Linked DNA regions of Ovis aries: region 1 is linked to region 2. A link is a contact called in public Hi-C data. All regions are on one chromosome and are shown on one strand. The core of a region is the stretch at or near the end of the contact, and the rest is flanking DNA. Distances in the headings are between cores, read along the strand shown.

Region 1 (2,745 bases), core at 79-2,578, 73 kb after region 2:
GCAGTGAACCCAGCTAAACCTACCCAAACTTTGCATCTATAGAGATGCCAGTTAATAAATTTGTTTTTTAACTGTTAGGTTTGTGATAAACTGTTATGAAGCAATAGGAAGCTAATACACCTATGTAGAAAAACAAACTATTCTCTGTATACATACGTGCCACTTACCCTCTAGGCATCTGAGACCACGACGATCAATTCCATACTCACTACGGTCTTAACTCAGCAAGAGGTACACAGTAAAAACGTGAATTATCAGATTCTTTCATGGAGGATTGTTCTGAACTCTCAATCACAAAGACTGAATAATACAATTCCAAAAAAACCTATAAATAAATGCTTTAGGAAAGTGATGATGCCGGACTTAATTACAGTGCCCACTGGGAGCAGTAAGATGAAACTCTGAGTACAAAACAGAATCAGGAAAAAGAAGTAAAAGGAATAGATTACCACATACCGGTAAACCAAGACGAGTTGTTTAGGACTGCCAAGTGCTTGTTGCAACAATTCTGTTCAGGAACCACAAGAGTGTGAACTGAGCTGGTGAACTGTGGGCAGGGCGAAAACAAGCTTAACAATTCCAGGAGTAAAAAATTAACAAAAACTAGTAAAAGAGGGTGGAAGACATACAACTAAAGGGATGGGAGGAGCCAAGTCTCATCCCTTCGGAACTCACAGCAAACACGCAAAAAGTCCATCTGCCAGAAAGCTGCTGCTAAGTCGCTTCAGTCGTGCCCAACTCTGTGCGATCCCATAGATCCCACCAGGCTCCCCCGTCCCTGGGATTCTCCAGGCAAGAACACTGGAGTGAGTTGCCATTTCCTTTCCTTAGCCAGAAAGCTAGATAAAAATTACTACACGGATTAACTAGGTTAACTACTAGGACAACCCCACTCCCTTCCGTTAGATAAGCCCCCGATAACAGTGTACCTCCCGGTGCCCAGGGGCCTGGTGCTGGCGATTTATCGCAGGGCTGCAAGTTCAAAGCCTGGCTCCAGAGACAGGAGGAGAGGGCGACGAGAGCTCGGAGACGACCCCCACCACCACAAAGGCAGCTCCGCACACTCTAAAAACCACCAGGTGACAGCAATCTAACGAAGCACCACCACGGACCAGCCCAGCGGCCCAACTTCAGGAGTACCTCTCAGACTCGGGCCAGCGACATGCCCGAAGTCACCTCCGCCGAGTCCTGTCACCTCTGCTGCTCTACACCATTTAACTCTGTCCTTAACTTCTCCCCACCCCCAAAATATTAGGGGAGAGAGGGAGGGAGCGCAAACTCCGCCAGCCAAACAGTCCCGAGCCCCTGCTGCACCGGCCTGCTCCGCTCAAGCCCAGAAGAGCGCGAATTGGACGGAACGCCGCGACGGTCCCGCCCCGCGGTCACCGGGAAGCGGGGATTGGTTGGCATGCCCTGGGGGCCCGCCCGGTCCTTGAAGGCGCGGAGGGCAGGCGGGGTCTGCGCTTTCTCGCGACCTGGCCACGCCTCTCTCGGGCTTTCCAGGTCAGCTGCCCGCCACCGACAGGCCTGGCGGGCGGGCCGTAAGGGCCGCAGTCCGAACCCAGCCTGCCAGTAACTGCTTGCAGCCGGTGGACCACAGCGCCTCACTCGGGACGTGGCTGGAGCTGAGGGCGGGCTGCGCTCCGCTCAGGAGCTGACTTTCTGGAACCGGTATAAAAACAAACGGCCTATTTTCACGCAAGCTGTGGAGGTGCAAGCTCGCCGCGCTGTTCCTCTTCTAGCTCCAGCTCCTACTTAGTAGCCGCTCTTCCCAAAGTGAAGAACTCCTCGTCACTTTTTGTAACTCCCAAGTGAGAATTTATACCAGTGCCTTAAGGAGGAATACTATCGTTCCCTCCATGTCCTACCAAGAGAACAGTAACCACATAAATCCCCACTTGGTCTCTCTTTTGCTTCATCCACTGAGGCTGAAATTTGCCCAGCTAGACATCCTGCAGCACTGGGCTGTCAGAGCTTCCTTACCCTCCCACAGGTCTCCCTGCTGCCCGAGGACCTTGCAGCGCGCAGGGACTCACACTGCAAGCTTCAGGGTGACCTGATACCTTCTACTGTCGCACCAAGAAATGAGTTTTCAACCAGAGGGAACTAGGCAAGTGCTAGAGAAAGATCATAATACAATTAACATAGCTTCACAAGCAAATCTATTTTACATTTACTCCTGGAAATACACTGTTTCAGTTTTCATTTTAAATACATTTTCATTTTTGTGAAAGAAAAGGCCAATAGTTTACAGTGACTGTGAAATGGATATCATATAAATAACTGGATTTCAAATTAACATGTCTGTCCCAGGTCCCAATCTTTTCCTAACTTTGTAAAATGTGACCAGAAGGAAACTGAGGATACAAATGAGTATTTGTAAGTTTGCTGCAAAAATACGAATAAGTTTGGTTGCAGTGCATCTTCTGTGCTTGCTAGTGGTGTTACATAATATGTGGCAGACACACTTTTCTGATAAATGTTCTGAATTCTGAAACCTGTCAGGCCAAATAAGGTTTCAGACAAGGGATTATAAAGTTGTAGTAATTTGTGAAGATGTGGGGAAAAAAATTTCACTCATAATATTTAGATGCTATGTTCTAGATAACGTTAAACTTGGCTTGCAAGGATGTGGGGAAAGAAACTATCATAGTATTTACATGTTATGTTCTGGATAATGTTAAAATTGGTTTGCAAGATATTATTCTTAAACACAATTTTTAAAATAGTCAAAAATAAACTTCA
Region 2 (2,875 bases), core at 342-2,841:
GGGAGCAACTGGAGCTATAAGCATCCCACGAAAGAGAAGGCATACCTGGACCTCAACCACCAAACCAACACCCTTTAAATCTAATTTAATTTGGGTCACATACCCAATCCTGAACTAATAACTGGCTCAGGAGGATGCTGCCCTCTCCCTGGCTTTCGCCCCCAACCTTGGAGCTGAGGCCTGTTACACAAAGCTCATTGCTTCTGCACAATGCAAGATGTCACCTGTGATGTCCCTATGACATCCCTCTTTTTCTGATTGGTGGAAACAGTACTTCATCTTTATGAAGGCTTTCCAGAAGATGGCCTCTTAGGATCTGTACCCTTTGCAACTGATGGTCTGTTGGAGTTCGTGAGCCTCCCTCTTATACATGTGAAGCAAACAGGCTTTAAAATGACAAGAGTGTCCAAGGTTTATTTGCTCTTTAAACATTGCCTTCAGGAAAAAGTGTATGTGCCCCATAGCCTCTCCCCAAAGCAGAGCAATGGTGACTTGGTTCTGTGATGCTGAATCCATGTGGCCAGGAAAGGAGTGAGAGTTGAAAGGCACAGACAGAGACTAACCTGCAGAGCCTCCCAAGTGATGCATGAGACTACTTTGGGCACCTGATGCGAAGAGCCAACTCGTTCGATGCTGGATAAGATTAAGGACAGGAGGAGAAGGGGGCGATAGAGGACTAGATGGTTGCATGGCATCGTAGACTCAATAGACATGAGTATGAGCAAATTCTGGGAGATAGTAAACGACAGGGAGCCTGGCATGCTGCAGTCCATGGGGTCGCGAAAGAGTTGGACACGACTGAGCAACTAAACAATAACAACAATCTTGGGTTTATTGTAATGAAAGAGAGCAAATGTTAGCACAGGCATAAATCCCTGTCTCATGGTTCTGACCAGGAGGTTGAAGGCTGTAGCTCACAGGTCTGCAACTTAAAATACAGCTCCCTCTCTTCTTTTGCTCATCCAGGCCATTGGGACCAGGTTGGCTCTGATTGCACAGAATACAGCTAACCTTGGAACTGGTATTATTATAGCATTCATCTACGGTTGGCAATTAACCCTTTTGCTGCTATCAGTTGTTCCAATTATTGCTGTATCAGGAATTGTTGAAATGAAATTGCTGGCTGGAAATGCCAAAAGAGATAAAAAGGAACTGGAAACTGCTGGAAAGGTGGGTCAAATAAGGCTTCAGTTGATATAAGTATGGTTGTTAAGACATGGGTTTTATTTGATTGATTTGTTACAACATGCATATTTTGATAATGTTAGTGCTCCCGACAACTAATAGTGGTCAGCACTGAGTATGAAATACCTTACTGTGTCAATGCCTAGAACTTGAAAATGGGATAATTAATGTAAAATTTTAGTGTATAGAAAGTGCTATAATTCAGAAAATTTCTGAGTTTTCAGAGTTCGTTTTACCTTTTACTTTGTACACTGATGCCATTGTTAGGACAAAGGTTACCCCTGTTTTACAGACAAAGAGTCCTTAAGGCAGAGAAATATGTGTACTGTTCTAAGTAGACAGTCCTGTTCTCGGTTGTGATTTCTGTAGTTAAGTTAGGCAGCCACCAGAGGGCAGTAATGCTCAGATTTGTGATTCTAATTGTAACGGCAATTGGGCACACACTTAAACTTGGACCTTACTTTGAGCCAGTTATTGTTCTAAGTATTTATATGTCCCAACTCATCCTCACAAGAATCCTATGAGTCAAGTACTAATGTTTTGCCAATTTTACAAATGCGGAACTCAAGAAAGAAACAAGTTAAAGGCATGGCTCGGATTCAAATCCTGGTCTACTTCAAAGTTCTTTACCATATAGCCTCTTCATATAGGTTTAAATGTGTCTAAGCCTACATTTTATTTACACATACATGTATTTAAATGTTAAGTGTAGTCAACAACCAGGAATTTTTTTACCCTTACTTATGTAAATATTATGCTACATTGAAACATTAAGAGGTGAAGAAATAGTGAAAATTGTGATGTAGTTTCTATAGCACAGCATTTGCAAAGCCTTTTCACAGACAATACTGCTTAGGCCTTAATAGAGTTGTGGTTACTCGAGGTGGGGCAGATAGCATGTCTCGCTCATGGGAAAGAAGAGCAGTCAGCATAATTCCCAGACTTCAGCTCTCAGGTACCCAGAGTCCTGGAAGACCCTCTTGGCTGCTGGCTGTGGCTCCTTTATGGCGTCATTTCCTTGTTTTGTTTGTCGCCACTAAAAACCATGCCAGAGTGTTTGTTTCCTTTCTCCTGAACCCTACTGCTTTTCACATTTCAGAAGGGAAATTGTCAGTAGGTAGAGTGGAGATCATTTTTTCTTAGACCAGTTACATGGAAGAAAACATCTTGAATCTAGTTAATAGAGCCTTACTTCTGTTAAAAATGGCTAATGACACTGAAAGTTGCCAGAGTTTTCTGGCAGGAGCAGGGCTGTTAGAATGGAACAGCTTGGCAAACAAAACGCCATTCTTGATCATCTGTCCTGGCCTTATCGCTGCTCAGTATATCATACTGGAGATCCCTCACTTCTCTGGCCCTCAGTTTTCACTTATATAATGTGAGAAATTGTACCAGATAATGTCCCAGGTTCCTTTCTGCTACTACTCTGTCATTTCAGGGATCAGAGGATGAACAGCTCACGTTGACCAGTCTGAAATATTTTTAGTAGCTGCTTTAACCTAATAAGGGTTTTGTTTTTTTAATGAGAGGTTAAAAATTATAAATGTTAATTATCAGCAATTCAATCATATTTCAATTTGGTTTATTCTGTCAACTCCTTATTAACCCAAAATGAGGGTTAGAAAGGTCTTGGAATCTCTGCCCCCCGACCCTTGCCCTCCGCTCTTCTGCCACACCACTGTTTTTTTTG

What was found. Hi-C and Micro-C count contacts between places; a contact is called where the count stands out from the background.
Region 1: a Hi-C map of liver shows a contact between it and region 2, with 4 times the contacts expected there. The contact joins the promoter of CROT here to the enhancer-like site in region 2. A contact is called at or near these places in 3 of 16 Hi-C or Micro-C datasets (hypothalamus, liver and tail adipose tissue).

Annotation. Positions count from the first base shown.
Region 1 is chr4:34,465,856-34,468,600 of ARS-UI_Ramb_v3.0, forward strand. It overlaps CROT (carnitine O-octanoyltransferase), which reads right to left and starts at 1,329. Exons shown (of 19, transcript XM_060414583.1): 1 at 1,141-1,329; 2 at 676-786; 3 at 457-547.
Region 2 is chr4:34,392,585-34,395,459 of ARS-UI_Ramb_v3.0, forward strand. It overlaps LOC101122517 (phosphatidylcholine translocator ABCB4), which reads left to right. Exons shown (of 29, transcript XM_060414577.1): 22 at 967-1,170. Among named protein-coding and RNA genes, the nearest start is that of CROT, 73 kb to the right of the region's middle. Within about 2 kb of position 1,592, at least 5 of the 54 cell types and tissues checked have an H3K27ac peak or open chromatin away from gene starts, as enhancers often do. A contact at or near this core is called in liver, where this site is marked.